2 separate regions of the Zea mays genome follow, and region 2 is linked to region 1. Evidence: chromatin contacts called from public Hi-C data. All regions are on one chromosome and are shown on one strand. Each heading gives the region's core, a stretch centred on a gene start, on an enhancer-like site or on the middle of the called end of the contact. The rest is flanking DNA. Distances are from core to core; before and after follow the strand shown.

Region 1 (5,974 bases), core at 2,479-4,978:
GGCTTGTAGTTGTGCTTAAACTTTATAAATTTCATATTTGCCTATTCACCCCCCTCTAGGCGACTTTCAAGTTGCCTTCAAGTATTGGACATAAAAAGGATCAGAAAGAGGAGGTTGAAGACATGTGGGAGCTTGATTACCACCCCGACCAAGGTTATGCACATCAGTTAGGCTCGATGTAGGTGAATATAAACTATTGTTTCCAAGGTTTCTTGAATCTGCACCAAGTGAAGCTACAATAGTTGCAGCAACAACACTCAGTGTAACAAATCCCTCAGCTAGGTTACTTGAAGAAAAAAGAAAACTGAAAAAAGAATAAACTAGATAAGCAATGGCAGGACTTATAATGAAGTAGATATGTAGAATTACTTTATGAACTTCATTGATAGATCCCAAACTTTTACAATCAGAGACATACCTTTATCCTTTCAACCGTGTCATCTTTTGATGCATTTACAGTGGGTTGCTCCAAGCGTTGTAGCGTTTTGGCGCTTCTCATCAAGGACATCCACGACAATGACTTGGGAAGCTCCAAAGGCTTTTCCTATCTGTAAACAGCAGCAAAACAAAAGTTCTACTTTTCAAGATGCAAGTAAGAGGGAAGAAGGGTCATGCTTGTTTGTGCATTCATAGTCCCAAAAAATAAGAGGAGAAAAGAAAAATCCTCAAATTTATCAGGCAACAGTTGACCTTGACCCAACCCCTCCAACTTCGATCACAGCTACGGAATCACGACGACCGCATTTCAGCAGCATGCCTTAGGGCACCATACGTGGTAAACACTGCACATCCTAAAATTCCTGATTTTGTGTATGGCAGCGAGTTAGGGAGAACTGCTAGCGCATTGGCCGGCACAATGCAATACTCTACAAGCCCACCCATACAATTCATGTACACCGGTTTCCCTGCAGATGGAGAATTTTTATGTTACTTGAAGTAATTATACTGCTGCGTTCTTGGTCAAAAAAATATATATTGCGGTGTTACTAATAATGATGCATGATGCGGATCTGTTTCCTCATGTTACCAATGCCCCTTAGAAAGGGTTGTGTCTCGCCATCATAGAGTGTCCCCTAGGCATGATTATACGCGAAGAAAGACTAACACATATCTTCTTGGTCCTGTATAAAATCAATGAGAATGAGCATAACAAGTGAGAAAAGCACATAAACATGTGTTGTAATTCAATGAAGTTGCTCTACCTTAACACAGTAGAAGCAGTTCCCCCATGACATTATGAAGGTGCCGATGAAATGACTTCTGACTGGGAACCTAAAACATTTCCAGATTTAGAGAAGTAACAAAAATGAAGACAACACCTGATGCCTGACTGAAGTGAATTGACAGCCCAACAAATCTATCACCTTGGCCATACATGTTGATGATCTCAACATGAGTGTGTGTGCCATGGTCAACCAAAGGCGCTACCAATAACATAGACTTACTGTGCAGCTAACAATGACAAATTGCTGGAAATGAGACCATTTCGCTAGAGTTAAATCCAACTCTAGTCAGGAACTATAAAAGGAATTCTGCTTGTTTTATATGAACTGGGCTGGGAAGACAGTTACAGAAATAGTCACTCGAAATTTACATGTAGAGGAACAAGCTCAGATAATTACCATCAAGAAGTGATCCTTTTCCACTAAACATAATGCATTTCTTAGTTCCAGGATGCAAGTACTCTTCGATTGTCTTAGGAAAAACTCCCCCTGGTATGGATCTGCAAGAAAAAAGATAGCACTTCAATATTTCAACATGACATGGTAACAAAATAATTTACTCTACACATGTTCATATCATTTATTTAGAAAAACAATCGGTTCATGGTAGAGGCACCATTTAATGAGCAAAGTGGCCATAAAATCTTTTCATTGCACTTATATTAATAAGAACTCCTTAAGGCCTTGTTCGGTTATTTCCAATACACATGGATTGGATGGGATTAGAAAAAATTAAGAAGAAGTTTGACGTGTTTGGGATTCAAACCCATCCAATCCCACTCAATCCATATGGATTGAGAGCTAACCGAACAAGCCCTAATGTGGTCATCACCAATTTCATATACTATCCGAAGATGGAATATGCACAACACAAAGTGCCAAAGTTCATCAAGAACTCCTTAATGTGGTCATCACCACAAATCACAAAGAATACAAAGAGGAATATCCTAAAAACAGTAGGTACCTCAAACATATTCAGGAGCTCACGCACAAAAACCTATCAACAATGGATTGGTAAAACACAACAATTCACTCACAAAGCAGTGGATTCGAAGCAGTTGAGGTTGAATTTTTTTTATAGCAAACAACAGTAGTGGACGGAGGAGGTGTGGAAGAGGAATGGACCTCGCCGTCGCAGATGAACTGGCACCACTCATTGTAGGTCGGGTGGGTTGAGTGGCGCTTGTGGAGATGAAGAAGTGGTCGCATTCTTATATCCCGAGAGGCAGCAGGCCGACCAGCGGGTCAGCGGGGCGTACGCGCGGTTGTTACAGAGGCTGTTCGCCGCCGGTGGGGACGCGTAGCGAGCACTTATTGTGGAGGGAGGCTGTTGTCGGTGACATAGGGGAGGGGGTGCGAACGCTCCTATTGGCCCGTGGAGACGCCCGAGGATGACGCCATGTCGCGGAAACGGGGGAGGACGCGCAGCTTGTGCTCGATGCGGAGGTTGTTGGCCGGCGACGGCGGAGCGGACGTTCTTGTTGGCCGACGGTGACGGGGAAGACGCGTAGGGGAGGAGGCGTTGGGTGGTGGCGATTCATGGCACAGGCACCCGCGTGGATCTGAGCGAGGCGGGGAAGACACGCGGGATAGGAGGCGAAGTGGAGGCCGGGAGGGGGACGAGCGTCTAGATCCTATCTGTCGGAGATCCTACGGGCAGAGAGAGAGATAGGGTAGAACCACGGTGCACACGGTCTACATTAGAGTCTTATAGAGTAGTAGAGATTTATGCAATATTTATTCTTATTTGAAATAATGTACTTAATAACATAAAAAAAGATCAACATCAAATTTGATACATATATATTTTAAAATATTAATTTTGTTTTAATAGTTTAGATTACCACTTTCATCCCTATTGTTTAAGAACGAAAACTTTTCATCGAGAAAAAAATTTACAACACCTTAAAACAATTTAGTATTCACAATACTTTAGTTTTGAACATAGAGATTTTACCTACATTCTCAAACACCATTATGTATAATATACTTTTTGTTTTTTTTATTTGTCGTCATTTATTTCAAAAATGAACTGGACGGTAAATAGTTTAGTTTTGAACATCGAGGTATTCTTAAATTCCACAATATTATTAGGAAAAAAACTGTGTTCCTAATCGCCCTTCGTGTACAATCGCATCGTCACGGCCTCACGGGCCCGCGGTGCCGCCGCCGCTACCGCGACCACCACCTCCATGTGGGGGTTCGGAGCTCCCGATGCTGGGTTCCTCGCCAACGCCGGCGCGGGGACCCGCTTCGTGCCCCCTCCACCTTCCGCCCCGCACCCGCGGAGGGCCTCCTCCTTGGCGGCTGGCGCGCGCTCGACGCCCGACATGGCCGCGCCCTCCTGCGCCGGGACACCCCCCGCGACGCGCCCGTTGACCGGGAGCTCGCCGTCTGGGACTCGCCACGGGCCGCCGCACGGACCTGACCCGCCTCCCCTGGTCGCTCTACACCCCCCCCACCCCCCCCCCCCCCCCCCCCCCCCCCCCCCCCCCCCCCCCCACACACACACACACACACAGGTAGAACGCCGCTCTGCGGCGCTACGACCGCCTCCGCCTGTGACCACCTCAGACTGCTGCTGCGGTGGCCACTTCCTCGTCATCGTGGTGGGCACCCACCACGCGGAGATGTTCGCTCACGTCTAGTCGTCGGAGGCGGGCGCGTTGAACATGCCCACGTCCGCTCGGCGAGACCCGACGAAAACGTCGACTTCGCACCAGCCCGCTCGCCGGGAACACGCTCTACCTCGCATTCCAGACGAGCGCGACGGCCCTGGAGTACGACTTGGGTGGGCACGCGGGAGATGCCGCCGCTGCCATGCCTGGACTGGCAGCGCGTTGTGCTCGCCACCAGGGACGATGGTCGTCTGGGACTCGCCATGACAGGCAAGTCCACGATCTACCTGTGGGCGAGGGAGGCACCAGCTCGGGGAGATGGGAGTTGGCTACAGACCAGAGCCATCAAGTTTGACACGCTGCTCCCTGTCGGTGCCTTCTCGGCCTTTTATTGATTTGGTTAGCTTAGTTTTGTGGATGGCGTCGGTGTAGTTTTTTGTGCGGACTTGCGATGTACTCTTCACCATTGATCTGAAGTCTCTCCGGGCCTCAAAGGTATCCAAGGACACACTTTTTAATGTGGTTATTAGCTGGTATGCAGAACTACAGTATATCAGTTGCTAAGCTAACAATCTGATTTTTGTGACCTTGATATCATAGGTGGTCTACAGAGTAATTACACGGATCATACATGGTAATGGCTCAGTGGTTCACTTAGGGCGTGTTTGGTTGCAGGACAGGGACATCCCCTGTCGTCCTCTTTTGTCCCTCTAATTTTGAGAAACAACTGGGGACAACACTGGGATAATCATATCCCAACCCTTGACCCTAAACCAAACAATCTTATTTGAGGGATCGTTTTATTTGAGGGGTCGTCCCATCCTATTATTGCAACCAATCGCATAGTAAAAACGCATAGTGAAGGCAAGGAATTCAACTGTCAAAGAAAAATAAAAAGTCAATCAGAATAACCATGTGAAGGCAAAAGCAGTCCCAAAGGTCATACATGTGCAGGGACTATTGACTCTGTGTATGTCTCTTTATATGTCTTTTCTTCTTGAAACCGACGCCCTTTCTCTCCTGGGAGCTTTGACGTGAAGCATAGCATACATAGTTTGAGAAACATTAAAACTCACCTTGTGTTTTCTTACCCATCTTGCAGTGTTCTCTTCCTGAGAAAGAGAGGACGGGCTCACATGGAAAGTTTCCTTTCTGTAGCCCTGGGTGAATTGGTGACTAGATCAATAAATTTCATCATCAACAAGTTCTCGAAGCCGCCGACACTTGCCATGGAGGAAAGCCTACAAAGGACTCTTCTCCGAGCACAGGTCATCGACGAGGAGGCCATGGGGCGGCACATTCCAAATCAAGCCATGATCCAGCAGTTAGGCATGCTGAGAGATGCCATGCACCGGGGCTCTTACGCACTCGACGCCTTCAGGTACAAGCCTCACTATGGAGAGGACGACAGTGTTCAAGTTGTGAGTGGATTCATGTCCCTATCCAAGTTACCCTTTGCAAAGGATCCCTATTTCTTCAGTCGAACTGCACAGTCTCGGGAACAACTACAAGAGGCACTTGACAGATTGGGCTCCATGATTGTTGATCTGAATGAGTTGGTGATGTTCTTGGCGAGCTACCCTCGTCTGCATCGCCAACCTTACAGCATGCATATCTTACTGGGTAACTGCATGTTTGGTCGCCAGGTGGAAGCAGAACTTGTCATTAATTTTTTGCTGCACACACAGCCTCATAGCTCTGAAGAACTGGAGGTCCTGCCAATTATCGGTCCATGCAGAGTCGGCAAGAGCACCCTAGTCGCTCATGTTTGCAAAGATGAAAGAGTCCAAGATCATTTCTCAGAAATCTTGTGGCTGAATGACCTTGCTTTTACAGATGACGAGCGAGCTTTCAGACAGGGATATGCAATGGAGCATCAGAATCAAGTGTCGAACTGGAACAAAGACAAGAGATCGCTAGTTGTTATAGAACTATCTGGAAATCTCCATGAAGATGCTTGGAACAGGTTCTATCTTGCTTGCAAACGGAGCTTTTGTAGCGGGAGTAAAATCGTAGTCACAAGCAGTTCAGACAGAGCTGCAAAGTTTGGAACAGCACAGGCTCTAGCTCTGAAGCATCTATCTCATGAAGCATACTGGTATTTCTTCAAGACACTTGCGTTTGGAAGCATGG
Region 2 (5,974 bases), core at 2,524-5,023, 180 kb before region 1:
GTCCTCTTCCGGTGGTATCTGCTCCTGACCTCGTGTGATTATAGCAAGGGTGAGCTCCCATATGGTCATTGCTCAGCAAGTGTGGGTAAAAGTGTAGTGTGAGGCTTCCAATGGAAGATGGTTAAGGCGAGCATTGCTTTTAAAAGTTGGTCAAAATTTTATTAACAATTACTAAGTATAAGTAAATACCAAGCCAATTAAGTAATATTCATAAATGAGATTCCCACGGCCACAATGCAATGCATGTCAAGTTAAGTTTAGTTCCATCATTTAATCATGCGAGAGGCCCGAGCCGCTCTTGACCGTGAGCATGGCTAATATACCAATTTTACACTATTCAGAGGTTGCACCCTTTACCCATAAGTCGTGATTCCTTTTTGTCTTAGGTTGCGTAGACCCTTAAACACTTCCAAGGTGAGTATGCGAGCGCTCAATATGAGTCCTTTACAAAGTTCAACTAGTATGAGAAAACCCGCTTTGGTTCTGACAGAGGGGTATAAGAATCCCTCGTCCGAAAAAACTATCATAGGCATATCGCCCCGAGAACCTCCCTAAACTTGCACAACTCCTCCTCGCTTGCCCAATCAGGTAAGGCCCTCACATACCAGGTTTCCTAATTAATTAGCCAAGACCAGAGCCATTATAGTCTTGTGGTAGCACTATTGTCTCGGGTTGGCGCTCCATGTTCTAGTTGCATAATAATATTAAGGCAACAATAACAGTAAAACACAATCATAATTCATGTGGAGCATTAATCCCAAAACTAGGTAGAGCATAGCAAGACTACCCAATAATTCATTTGTATGCAAGGTGTAGGGTAAACAAGCTAGACTAGGTAACCTAATAGTTCCCATCAAATTAACCTAATAGTGCATGCATGGTGGGAACAAAAAAGTTAATATTATTGGGTCAAAATGTGATCAAGGACACAACTTCCCTTCTGCGAGCTCCTGTTTAGATTCTTCAACCTGTTGTGCTTCTGGTTCCTCGTTCACTTGCTCGTCTATTCGCAACAATACAAACAAACAATATATAAACAAAAATTAACATCACACCAAATATGAGAACAAACTACATAATAATATTATATGCGCCGAGATGAAACTGTAGGTTCGAGAACCACTAAAATCAGAATTAAAACAGAGAAGTTATGGATTAAATATGTTTTGGGATAAATTTTATATTAAACTTCGAATTTTCTTATTTGTATTATTCTACCCGGACGATGGCTATTATTTCTAGAGAGTGTAGGGTCACTCTTATAAATTTTTGGGTCTGCTAGCAATGTTCTTTGAATAAGGGTGGATGGAGGGTTAATTTGGAGCTTCCCTAAGGACTCTTTAATAAAAGAACCATGGCTGAAGGGGTATGTGTGGAGCAACCCAATCACAAACTTACGACTCAGATTAAATCTCCTAAAAACCAAACCAGTACGCGTTTGTGGCCACTAGATCCAAGATCTACGGCATCGATTTTAAAATGGGGGAGATCTCATCCTATCCGTGTGATCCTAAACAGACCGCCCTGATTTCCCCAACCGAACTGACATCTAAGATCTAATCCCGATCCCTTGCTTACAGATCAACGGTCCTCAAACTATCCCCTTACGACGCCAGCCAAGGCGGCGGCGCCCCTACACATGGCAGAGGCCATGCCGGAGTGCCCCAATCGGTCCTCCATTGCCCCAAACCTTAATCCACCTAGCCCTTCTCGTTGCAGACATCATTGCAAACACATTGGTAGGTATACTACCAAAGGGCGCAGCATAAAGGGCTCCGCCCGTGACAAAGGTTTAGGGCTCCATGACGGTGATCAACGCCGGTGAGGAATTCATGGCCACCAAACCCATTAAACCCAATAGCGCCCAGTGGTATGCTAGGAAGAGATGACAACAAACGATGAGAGGGAGATATTACCGACAACAATGCAATGAAGCCCCTCAACCACGTCATCCCGCAGCTTTGCGGTGGCCACCAAGTTCGACGAGGAATCACACGCCTATTGAGCGATCCCGCTGTAGGAAATGGTGACGCCTAAGAGGAGAATAATTAGGACTTCTAAAAAATATCTCTAAACTAGGCAACAAATAAATCCCTAGAACAAAACCTATGCAAATAATCAATCTAGAATGTGCAAACTCAGTTTTGTCTATGTTGCTATCTCTACCGCAAAAAGGAGTTGTGTAACCTAAGTTCCAATCCTAAAAATTCTACACTAAGAATAGTAAAGATTGTAACTTAAGTAGAGAGAGTAAATGCGGAAGATTAAGGAGCTAGTAGATAAAGCAAACTCTCGTCGATGACGCCGGTATTTTTACCAAGGTATCCAAAACCACGCAAGGTCCCGACTAATCCTTGTTGGTGCCCCTACACAAAGGGTATCCTACGCGAGGGCCAAGAACCACGGTCGAATAACTCTATAGAGAGCCACGGGCCTTCTCCACGCGCAAGTGGTGCTCCACTTCCGGCTCCTCTCGGACGCTCCCTGCCGTCTCCACTATCGAGCTTTCGTTTGAAACGCCGCGAGCCTCGTTCTCTCCAGTACAAGGTGGTGGCCGTGACACAAACTCGGTTGTCACGATCTCGCAAGACTCTCGTCCCACTCGGTACAATATTACAACGACTCGCACAAGAGCCGAGGGGTTTTGTGGGTTTTTCTAAACTCACTCAACTAACTAGGAACAACCTTGAGCAAGCGCATAAGCGGTCTAACTAACCTAAGCACTACGCAAAGCACCTACACTAATCACCGAGTGATTCTATTAAGCACTTGGGTGTATGAGCACTTGGAAATGTCTATAACATGTGTTGGTATGTTACTTGAGCTCCCACACCTTCAAATGGTCGGTTGGGTGATGTATATATAGGCCCCAACTCGAAACTAGCTGATAGAGAAAAATTGCTGCTCTCTATGGTACACCGGACAGTCTAGTGTTGTGTCTGGTGCCCCACAAGCCATTGGATATGAACGCTGTAGGTGATCGTTGCCGCGTGTCAGCCTTGCACCAGACAGTCCGGTGGCTCTCCTCCATAGTGCCACCAGGAGCTAGTCGTTGGGCTGCAGTTCCCTGGTGCACTAAACAGTCCGTCGGGTGGCATCAGACTGTTAGGTGTGCCACCGGACAGTCCGCTGCTCTCAGCCGGACGGTCCGTGAGTGGCTACACTTTCTTTAAGTATTGAACTTTGCTTGATACTTGTTGATCTTCACTTATGATCTTCATAATGTTTTTTGAGGTGTTGCTTCCTCAATGCCTTAGTCCAAGTTACTTTAACATCCTATAAACTACAAATACAAACACATTAGTCTACATATTATGTTGATTATTAACCACCAAAATCATTTAGTTAAATGGGCTGAGGTCCATTTTCCTTACACCCGCGCACCGCCACGCGGACAACCTTCCCGTCTTCGGTTGAACCCACTGGACTCACTGCCAACGTCGAACCCGTGGTGTTGGGGATAAGCAACTGCGGCGGCGGCACACCTCCCTTCTCTTCCACGCTCGGCTATGGCGGCTATCACGACGAGGTGCAGACTCTAGCCAACATATGGGTTGACGCCGCAATGCTCGCAGATATATAGGCCCGGACGAAGTGATTTGGATCCTAACCGAATCCCACCCCACAAATTCTATTTCAAGCTCGTTGCTGCGACGCTGCATCGATGGTGAAGCGGAGCTGACCTCTCGGTCCCACGCGACGGTGACAGATGATGGTGTGTGCATGGCGGTGACAGAAGATAAGGCGCGGAGTGCGCGCAGAGCGACTGGCGACCGGGGCCTAGCTGTTGCGCTCCGAGGCTGGGTTGGGTGCATGCACGAGGTAAGCTGGGCCTTGGATGGGTTCTGGCCCAACGTGAAGTTTTCTTTTTCTTTCTTTTATCTCTTGTTTTTATTTTCTATTTCTTTTTCCTATCATTATTATTTTTAAATCTGAACTCAAATTAAAATATGATTTGAATCCTTAATTTCAAATTAAATGCAACACAAAAAAAATCCAGCATGGGATGTATACTTACATATCTTTATTCATTAATTGATTAAAACAATTAGATATGATGGTGTGCATGTATGTTAAATAATTAAAAGATCCGCATAATATATAGCTAACTATTTTCCCACTTTATTTAACAAAAAAACTGGGCATTACAGTTGTACACCCGTGTAAGTATTTATTCTGCAGACATACTCTAGCTAGATGTTCTTCAATTGCTAGTAAGAAATTACCTAACAAAACTGCAGGATCCGATGATCACAAAAAAGTTCATGCCAACTCTGCATATTCACTTCCATAGCATGAGTGAAGCATATGATCTCTATGAGACGTACGCTGTGTTATTTGGATTTAACATGAGGAAAAATAGGAAGAGAAACGGTGGCCGAGCGCAAGATTTTGAATGCTCATTTGCTGATAAAATTACTCATAGTAGAGGATCAGACCGTGATCATGGAAAAACAAGCAAAAAAGGAATGCAAAGCAATGCTGTGCGCAATGAACACGAGAGACGGGGTCGTGTTTTTTTTTTTAAAAAAAAGGTCATACTCGAGCACAACCATGTCCTCACTAGGCCCTCCACAATGACAAAACAGACACTACCGGAACCGACGGCTTTGCCGAGTGCCTGAAGCACTCGGCAAAGCCTTAAAAACACTCGGCAAACTCTTTGCCGAGTGTCGCACTCGACAAAGAGGGCTCGGCATACAGCGCATTGGCAAAGCCGTCTTTGCCGATTACTTTTTCTTGGGCACTCGGCAAAGTGGTTTGCCGAGTGCCAGAGAGCACTCAGCAAAGAAAAGCAGCCGTTACGGCGACGGGTGACGGAGACGGAGTCTTTGCCGAGTATTCCAGGCGACACTCGGCAAAGGAGTTACGTTTGCCGAGTGTCTGACTGACAGCACTCGGCAAAGAATCCGCTAGAGGGGTCCCCATGTCAGGTACTTTGTCGAGTGCTTGATATGGCACTCGGCAAAGCGTGCTTCTTTGCCGAGTGCCAGAGCCACTACACTCGGCAAAGAACCTATACCGGTGCCCAGGTCTTGGTTCTTTGTCGAGTGCTATGGTTCTGACATTCGGCAAAGCACTTCTTTACCGAGTGTTACACTCGGCAAAGTGACCAGTACACACCTTTTTTATTTGTTTTCCCTATTCCATCCAAACAAACAAAAGATATTTCACAGATATCACATATATACATCACAGATCATCACAGACATATATAGCCAACACAAACAATATTAACACAAATTCTGACATAAGTTGAGAGGTTCTCAACACAAACAGTATTAACAGAAGTTTAGAAGTATCAACACAAGTTCACAAGCTCTGACAAGTATTCAACATAAGTTTTGTGTTCGAAACACTAAAAACATAACTCTCATGGAGGTGGGCGGTTGGACTGGTGCTGCGTTGGGCTGAACCCTTCATGAGGGTTGTTGGATGCCGCCCCAGATTGGCCCTGCACAGAGAAGAGATTGCATGTGTTATACTATATGCATTACCAACATGTAACTACAATTTTGATACTCACAAGAGTATGGAATAGAGCAGGGTCAACTGCAGGGAACAATGGAGGTGGCGGAGCAAAACTCTGTTCGGCGCCAAGGCTCTGCATGTACTGGAACGTCTCTGCCATCCTCTGATCAGCCACCAGGCGAGCCTCCCGCTCCGCCATTATCCTCGCCTCCATCTCTTGACGTTCCCTCCTCTCTTCTTCTAGTTGGGTCTGTAATATTACAAGCCAACGTTATAGTAACTCAAAGAGAAGGTATATAACTCAAGGAAGCACGAGTTACAGAACCACTAACCTCGAGTTGTTGTATGCGATGTTGTGAGCTGTCGTGCTGAGGTCGTATGGCTGGACTCGAGCCTGTGCTCCTTGCTCGCACCTGAGACAGAGTGGGAGTGGAGGACGAGTCGATTGCCCTGTCGGCAATCTAGTACCGCCCATGTCTCTTGCCTCCTCCGACCCTCATGA

The links. A called contact is a pair of places that touch in the nucleus more often than the background predicts.
Region 2: a Hi-C map of leaf shows a contact between it and region 1, with 4 times the contacts expected there. The contact joins the enhancer-like site here to the promoter of LOC100193379 in region 1.

What each region holds. Positions count from the first base shown.
Region 1 is chr7:29,546,054-29,552,027 of Zm-B73-REFERENCE-NAM-5.0, forward strand. LOC100193379 reads left to right here and starts at 3,729. Exons shown (of 2, transcript NM_001310441.1): 1 at 3,729-4,111; 2 at 4,944-5,974. The coding sequence starts at 4,044. It also overlaps the pseudogene LOC118473016.
Region 2 is chr7:29,369,633-29,375,606 of Zm-B73-REFERENCE-NAM-5.0, forward strand. No RefSeq gene overlaps it. Among protein-coding and RNA genes, the nearest start is that of LOC100285481, 13 kb to the right of the region's middle. Within about 2 kb of position 3,774, at least 17 of the 20 cell types and tissues checked have an H3K27ac peak or open chromatin away from gene starts, as enhancers often do. A contact at or near this core is called in leaf, where this site is marked.